2 separate regions of the Arachis hypogaea genome follow, and region 1 is linked to region 2. Evidence: chromatin contacts called from public Hi-C data. All regions are on one chromosome and are shown on one strand. Each heading gives the region's core, a stretch centred on a gene start, on an enhancer-like site or on the middle of the called end of the contact. The rest is flanking DNA. Distances are from core to core; before and after follow the strand shown.

The links. Hi-C and Micro-C count contacts between places; a contact is called where the count stands out from the background.
Region 1: a contact with region 2 is called in a Hi-C map of an unstated tissue, with 10 times the contacts expected there. The contact joins the enhancer-like site here to the promoter of LOC112715962 in region 2. A contact is called at or near these places in 4 of 8 Hi-C or Micro-C datasets (leaf and an unstated tissue).

The regions. Positions count from the first base shown.
Region 1 is chr10:93,567,226-93,571,711 of arahy.Tifrunner.gnm2.J5K5, forward strand. No RefSeq gene overlaps it. Among protein-coding and RNA genes, the nearest start is that of LOC112715963, 27 kb to the right of the region's middle. Within about 2 kb of position 1,781, at least 3 of the 3 cell types and tissues checked have open chromatin away from gene starts, as enhancers often do.
Region 2 is chr10:93,491,544-93,496,124 of arahy.Tifrunner.gnm2.J5K5, forward strand. It overlaps LOC112715962 (deSI-like protein At4g17486), which reads right to left and starts at 1,470. Exons shown (of 3, transcript XM_025767804.3): 1 at 997-1,470; 2 at 629-916; 3 at 1-6. The coding sequence starts at 1,135. LOC140175706 reads right to left here and starts at 3,285. Exons shown (of 1, transcript XM_072204244.1): 1 at 2,854-3,285. The coding sequence starts at 3,285. The coding sequence ends at 2,854.

The sequences.
Region 1 (4,486 bases), core at 531-3,030, 76 kb after region 2:
CCATCAAATACTAATAATCAAATTTAGAAATAACAATATCAATCAACACACAATAACAATAAAATAAAAAAATAACAAATCAAAATCAGAATTAAAAAGCAAAAACAGAAACAGAAGCAGAATCGGAAAGCAAGAAAGCAAGAAACAGAAGCAAGAAAGCAAGAAGTAGAAGCAAGAAGGAAAATCAAGAAAGCAAGAAAGCAGAAGCAAAATCAGAAAAGCAAGAAAGCAAAAGTAAGATGCAGAAGCAGAAAACAAAAAGTAGAAGCAAGATGCAAAAGTAGAAAGCAACAAGCAGATCAAAAAGCAAAATCAGGAAAGCAAAGAAGCAGAAACAAGATACAGAAGCAGAAAGCAAGAAGCAGAAGCAAGATGAGGCGGCGAGGCGACGAGGCGGCGAGGCGGTGAGGTCAGCAGCAGCAGGAGCTCGCGTCTCCTCTCTCCCTCGCGATTCCCAACGGCGACGGCCACGATGACGGCGATTGCGGCTCCAAGCTTCGCCGCAGCCGTCCCCCTCCTCCCCTTTCCCTTCCCCCTTCCCCCTTTCCCTCCCCTCCCCCTTCATATACCCTTTTCCTTCCTCCGACCCCCCAAATGCGTTTTCTTTTATTTTTTTAAACTTTTATAATTTTTTTATTAAAGTAGGGGTAGTTTAGGAATAAAATAAAAAATTTTAGTAAAAAGAATGATTTTAATACAAAAAAACGTTAAGGATAATTCTAAATAAAAAAATTACATTGGGAACGGTTTTGATTCTGACTCTCAACGTTAGAGATCAAAACAATACTTATCTCTTTCGTTAACTATTAGTGTCAAATTTAATGGTAGAACCACGTTAAACCTGTTTAAAACTTTTTAGAATAAAAATAAAACGTTTGAAACGTTACAGACCAAATTAAAATTTAGTCCAAACGTGAAGGACCAAAATATTACTTCATCCTAAAAAATATCTTTTTTTATCATCAATTTTATTCTTAGTTGAGATTATTGTTATGAGTTTTTTATAAATAATATATACTATTATTTATTAATACAAATATTATTTTAAATAGTTTATATAATTTAAAAAATATTAAAAATATTTTAAAAGATTAATTTATATTCTAATATTAATAAAATATTAAAATATTATTATAATTTATAAATTTATCCAAAAAGCTTTATTATATATATATATATATATGCCATATGCCATGCTTTTGTATGTCATAAAAAAAAATTAAAGTATACAATTATCTGGTACATCACTATATGAGTGTCTATTAATTATTATTCATAAATTTGAACAAATAAAAATAAGTACTCTTATCGTTATATAACATGACCTTTGGATCCCCTCAGCGACCACTAGTTCCCATCTTCATGGGCCACGGGTGTTGCTGATGCTGTGATGCATAAGTTGTGCTCAATTGTCTGCCATCACTTTTAAATCCTAATGCTAACAAGCTTCTGAAGCACAACTGAGACAAACGTAGCTTTGTAGCAACCATAGTATTCTAATTTTTAATGTCATATAAATTATTAAACATTATTTATTGTGATGTAGTTTATTTGTAATGTGATTTTTTTCCCTCCTCCTTCTTTGAACCAGTGTTAATAATTGACGAGTTTTACAACAGTGAGCAAGAATAATAGCATAAGCATAAGGAATGGTTCATATTTATGGATGGGGACATGCACCTTGTAGTTTGGTCATGTATGGTGTAGAACAGTACCCAGCTGAATAGGTTTTGGTTCTTTATGTGATTTGTCACGGGCAAACAAAATCACATGTATGGTGTATTCAGCTTTAGTACTTTTCTCAATTGCTTGCTCAAGCCCACCCAAATATCCCTGTCAATTAACAACTCTCTCTATTAGGCAATGTTCTAAAAACCAAACCGATCCAGTAAAATTAGAGATTTAAGGATTCAAAAATTCAATCGGTGTTTAATCGGAATTAAATTGAATATAATATATAATTTTGAGAAAATGATAAATCAATTTCTGATTTTTTTGTTAGACATTTAAATTTTTGCGGATTTAAAAAGTGTCTGACCTCTTCAAAATCTCAACACATTGATTTCTGAGTCTAATTTGTCTCATTTTAAAAATCCTTTTACATTTGCATTCGTATCAATCAGTTCAGTAGAACAAGAGCCACGTTTAATTTTTCTGTTAGGTTTGACAGACCCAAGCGAATATAAGGGATCTATATGTCTAGATTTTGAAAAAGTTAGAGACTTAAATGTATTTTTAAATTGTTGAGGACTTAAATGTCAGTGGATCAAAATATCAATGTTCTATTTGTCTTTTTCTCAATAATTTTTTAAGAAAATTGATTATTTTGTGATTTATTATTTTAAACCAGTTAACTGTTAATCGGTTATTCAATTTTTGAGTTGTTTTTTTTTTTAAACAATTCGTTATAAAGTATTTTTACTATAAACCAGATAGGTCAAATGATCAGTTTTTTATTAATGGGGTCGAAATAGACCAGTTCATCCTGATTCTAACCAGCACATGCTATATACTCGTATTCTCTGGAGTGCAAAAATCTATCTCACCAGCATTAAGCCCTATATATTGTCAATCAATAAGGAAAATCTCTTTTTTTCACATATACTCACGGTATTAACGTGTATTTTTTTATTATTTTTGGACATACATACTCAAGCACACTATACCCAGCTATTGCTGGAAATCGATCCTGAGTGCAACTTGATGAGAGGCTTACAAATCTTTCATCTGAGCCAAGCCTCAGCTACATTAATGTGTATTTTTTTTTTTGGTCAGTCATTAATGTGTATTTCAAATCTGACATCAATAAATTGTTTTTATTAGAGTTTATAATAAGTGTTATACAATTTTGCACTAGCTTTTTGGCAAACCCATTTTTGGGTAGGCCCATAGCCCAAAAAGTAAAAAATTGTCCCCTCTTGCCCCAAATATAAAAAAGGGGAGAGAGAGAGAGAAATTAGAAATGTATGCACAATCAATTTTGGGATTTTACGTCACTGAACTTTTGGTTGGTTAAGCAGTGAAAATTAGGTCTAATTTAGGGTGATTGCTTCAAAACCTGAGGCAAATTCTTGGGTGAGTTGCCCAAGCTAACATGTACTAACATGTATGTACTGTATTGTTCTAGATACTCTCTGTAATGATGTATGCTATTTTAAGTTTATTTACCTTTTGTTAGATTTTATAATTTTATTAAATTTTTAATCAGATATTTATCGTTTAAAATTTATGATTAAATTTTTATATCAAATAAAAATCTGTAATTAAATTTTTATTAATTGTTATTTTAAAAAATATTTAAAATATTTGTTTTTAAAATATTTTATATTTCATCTTACATCAAATACAAAAAGGAGGATTTAAAAAAAATATGTTTTCAATAAAAAAATAAAAAAATGTAATTAAAAGTTTTAGTCTAATATAAAGACTTAATTACTAATTCTTATATTATGAAAATCTAATTAAAAATACCAACAGAATAATTAATCCGCTATTTTATTACTATTCTGGTCTGCGAGTTTATCATAACTAATCACATCCTCAACTAACTCAACCTCACTTAACACAAGTAGATCATTTTTTAATTCTACAAATATTTCATAAAACCCAATTGTTAGATAATATAAATCAAGCACAACAACTTGGAACTATCTTGAAGTTATAGTAAAAAATGAGTTTAAAAGTTTGACTACCAATAATATACTAGCCCTAGACTTTTCCTTTAGAAAATATTAAAGCAAAATTAACTACTACTTAATATTGTGATATTGCCTTAATTATTAGTAAGCAAGCTAGAACATGCAATTTGAAGCAAATTCTACAAGTTTTATTGTGCCACCAATATATACAACTAAGTATTAGTTAAAAAAATATTATTTTATTGAAAAATTTTGTCTATATAAAGACATATATATTTTATGTAATGATCATCTTTCTGTAAATCAAAATGCTTAGTATTTATTTTAAAAATTTTCTTTTATATTCTTATGATGGTTAGTGAATTTGAGTGATAAAATATATAATAATACCATTTATTAAAGTTAGTAATCTGACGACCAATTAATTGTGGGTATTCTATTTACACTTATTCAGATTCACCATCGTGGATTCACAACCCTAACCACTTCGAGAGTGGAAGCTGTTGCAGCTCTTGATTGGCATCAATGGTCTTGGATTCATAAATCACAACCTGAACCTATTCAGCAAAAAATGTTCCTCAAATCGTGTTGTGTATTGTTCTACAGTTCCCCCGACAACGTGTGCAAGAGTGGAAGCTATACAAATCTTGCTTGCCATAATAAGACACTTGTGGGTGACAATTAACGTTGACTTTTAGTTTGTTACTAGTTGCGGTTATTAATTTTGAACCGTGGATAAAATTTGATTTTGGCAATTGAAATAAGAACTTAAATTTGTGTTAGAATCATCTTTAATTTCTCCACAATTTTTTTTTGTTGTTCTATGTTATTTACAAAAACCATGCATA
Region 2 (4,581 bases), core at 220-2,719:
GAAGACCTTCAATTTAAAAATCATAACATGATCGTAAATGCTAAATCCTTTCAACAAGCCCTCTTAGATCAAAATCTCACTCACATGTATTCAGGATTTCTAGATTAATTTTTGGAGATAGGGCATAAAAACATGAATCACACAAGAAGTGCATATCAGAACATAGTATTTATGAGAATTAATCAATTAACAAATGAGTTGATTCAAGTAAGAGCTACGAGAAAGAAAAGGTTAATCTGAAGGGTAAACTACCCTTTTGACATGTGAAGATTAAAAAGACCCTAACTTTTAGGGACTGGATAATGGTATTGTCATAAAACCATTTTCCTTATGAATAATTATATCTCTAATACAATCCTTTGCGCAAAAACTTCTTTTGGATTTTGCGTGAATATTTTACATAAGCTTTCATTGGCCTTATGCTAAAATTCATTCTATTGGATAAACAAAAATGGAACTTTAGACCTTTAGGTCATGCAAACTTTGACACCATGAATGCACTCCCCCGAAGCAGATGGGAAAAAACACATTTAGCTATATCTCTGAAATCCAGAATGAGAAACATAGGATTTGAATTATCATGAGTCGAGCAGAAAATGAAATGCAAGAAGCATTGTGTGTTGGTTACCGAGTCTAGCAAGTCGATTAACCCATCTAGGGATAGATTTTCCGGTTAACCTGAGGCAAACATCGTTGCAAAAGTGGTTGCAATTCTTGGAGATGAGGTGGTAGGTGTTGCCAGAGTAGTGGTGAGCAAGCTTCTCCATGAAAGCCCTAACATCTTTGGGGCCCAGATCCGTTGTTCCTATGAATATCGATTTCCTGAAAGTGAAGCCAGGGCAGTGCCGTGGCTGAACCTCGAAGATCCCCGTCGTATCGTGCTCGTGCGCACCGAAACCATATTCGATTCCATGAACTGCTCGCAGAAAAAACAGAATTAGGAAACAGAAATTGAAGAAAGAAGAAAGCCAAAGGTAGGGTTAGTTAGGAGATTGCCTTGAACACCAGAGTGATAGACACCGAGGCCAAGCCAATATGCATAGCCGTTAATGGGAGTCAGATCGTACACGTTCAGATAAACCGGCACTGTGCCCGGTTTCTTCTTCCCCGGCACCGTCACCAGTTTCCGCAGCATAATTTCTCTTCTTCTTCTTCTTCTTCTTCTTCTTCTTCGGAGGGAAAATTCCAGAATAACTTGCTTTGTTTCTTCACCCAGCTTTCGCTTTTTTCATTTATTATTACTATTATTATATCGTCTCTGCTCTCCACAGCCAACTGGGTACCACACTATTATTCATCACACACTTATTATATCCTCTCAGTTTCTTAGGATTTGTTAGAGAAACAACTTTTGGAGGATTTTATTTCTCTCGCAAATTTATTATTCAAATGCCAAATATTTTTTAAGTTTTTTATAATTCTTTAAACTTTTTGGAAAAAAATTTATTTTTTATTTATCTAAATTCTTATATTTTTATTTACTTTTTTATTATTTATATAAAATATATGCTAAAATATTTAATAACCGATTTAATAACTAACTTTTTATATGTACTATTATTTTTGTTATTTATATCTATTCATATTCATTTCAATAAATTCTTTTAAATTAAAACAAAACATATAAAAATCATTTCATTTTTCTTTATTGTTTACTTTAAACCAATCATGTTACATGAATTAAAAAAGTTTTCATCCACCAACCAATTATTGTATGGAGGTGTATTTAGTATGCATAAAAGATATTGATTAATTTTATATCAAATTTAATTATTTTAATAATTAATTAAAGAATCTCTCTCTCTCTTTCTCATATATATATATAAATTTTGATGTATTGACAGTGTAAAATATTTTACACAGTTATGCAAGTAATTATTTACGCAATCAATGTAAAAAGTAATTATTTTTGCTGGTATAACGTAATTGAATGCACGTGTAAAATTATTTTACAGTGACAATGCATCAAAATTAAATTATATATATATATATATATATATATATATATATATATATATACACTAGCAAGACACTCACGTTATGCGTAGATAATACAAATGTAGTATATGATAAGATGAAGTGAATACGTATTTGGTTTTTTATTTGGTGTTGAAAATCGAAGAGCACCATTATGATTTAGAAAACTATATGTAAATTCTAAAGTACTAAGAACCGATTTATATAAAGAAAAAAATGATAGATGAAGAAGTTGATATTATTCTGTTATCCCTTAGTAATGTTTTGATGATATGAATAATAGAAAAAAATAGATGGCATATATTCTGATGATTGTGATTGAGTAAGATTACCTAAGTGAACAATATGAGTCTTAATCCCTTAATGATAAGATATCTAATATCTCATGTGACAAGATTTCAAGTATTTAAAATTGAAGATTTTGATGTTCTCGCTCGATCGGTAAGATTGAGCTAAATATAAGAAAATTACACATTATGATATAAATTGCAATAAGAAAATAATTTTGATGAAATATAGCATTGTGATTGGCAATGAAGTCACAACAATGTGATCTAAGGAATAAATTGCTTTTTATGAGCAAAAATTCATATATATATAAATCATGAAAGTTTTAAACAATACCTGATGTTAAATGCATTGTCATATATTTCTAAAGACTTCAGAGTAGACAACATTCTCAACCTTGTCTGTGTTTTCATCATGAGTAATTAGAATTTTCAACCCTTTTTTATTTGTCACTCTTGAGATGGCAACATAAAGTTGCCTGTGTATGAAAATAGGTTTTTTGAGTAGCAAACTCACGTGGTCCAAGGATTGTCCTTGACTTTTGTTTATTGTCATTGCGTAAGAAAGCATCACAGAAAATTGTCTCCTTTAGAATCTAAATGGTAACCTGACATCTGACGGTGTGAGCGTTATTCTTGGAATGACGACCTTATCGACATAATTTTTGGAATTTAACAATTTTACCTCGATGACTTTTTCTCCAAGTATTGTAATTATCAACCACGTACCATTGCAAAACCCTGGTGAGTGATCAATGTTTCTAATATGCATAACAGGACAACCAACCTTTAGCTTCATTTCATGATTTGGAACCCCTAAGAACCTAATTATTGCTAAAAACTCCGGTGTGTGGATGGCTTCAATTGCATTGACACCTCCCTCGGAAACACATGTATTGGAACCAACATACGTCTTGCATTCATTGTTGTTCAATGCAGTCAGGTAATCATTCACCTCATCTATGACATTAATTGTAGGAGCTAAAATTGCTTGACCTTTTAAGTGGCTTTCATTAGCCATGTTACCAATTTAATCAGGATATATTGCTTCAATAATTCCTTGAATATAATCATTATAATCAGTGATATGGAATTCAGGCAATATTTTTGTCATATTACATCTATCAGAGGTTCCTTTAGATTTTTCGTTTCTAACATGAAGAATACATTTAGGAAACTGCTTTAAATCTTCTACTTGACTATCTGTAGTCATAGATTGCAATCGCATGTTTACGGTGAGCCTTAATATTTCATAATGTTGCCATAGGTATGAGGAGTTTAAAGACGCATTTACGATGTCTTGTGTTGTTCCTTTTGGGATCATTGGCAAGATTTGCCTAAAATTCCTACTGAAGACAATTGTTTTACCTCCGAATGGCAATCGTAGGTTCTTATCATCATTGGACCTCATCAAATCTCTCATTGTCTTATCCAATGCTTTGAAGCAAAATTTTCTCATCATAGGAGCTTCGCCTCAAATAATTAGCTTAGCTGTTACAATTAATTCTGCTAATGGACTTCCTTGCTTGATGTTGCAAGTAAAGAACTCATCTGGAGTTAATGGTCTGGCAAGCCTAGAATGTGCAGTCTGACCTCCAGGTAACAACAGAGAAGGAATGCCGCTAGATACAACAATTAACACTATTTGTCCATTTGATCTTAGTGCGGAAGCTAAACTTTTCCAAAGGAAAGTTTTTCCTGTACCTCTATGGTCATACAAAAAGAATACACGTCTATGTTGACTTTCTGTAGCATTGATGATCTTATCATATACCCTCCTTTACTCTGCAGTTAATTTTGAGAGGTAGTCATTGTGTTGGCCTTCTAATATGACACGATCATAATTTAACTCATCAAATATCATTTTATTTTGCGTTCTAAGATGGTTGGTATCTCGTGATGGAAATGGCATCGTAGGATAATCTCGTAGGCTTTTCCCATTATTGTTCAGTATTTGCTCAATCTCAATTAAAGTTAGTTCCTTTAATTCTTCATCACTAAGAATCAAATCTAAAATGATGACAAAGTAAAAATATTATTTATTATTGAAGATGAAAACATATGGCAGATAAAAAAAATAATAGGAAAATATATTGTCAACATTTTAAACATGTCAAATTTAATTAAAAGGCTAGTTATTGCAATCCTTTTCTTACCATATAAGCCAAACATAACTCTATGATCATGCAAAATTCCATCATTTAATAGCATGGCTATTTTTCCCCAAATAGCTTCAAGTCACACTTTTGAGTTAGATCACAATAGAATCACAAACAATCTTCTCAAATAATGACCTGAGCTCCAATGAATTGCTTCT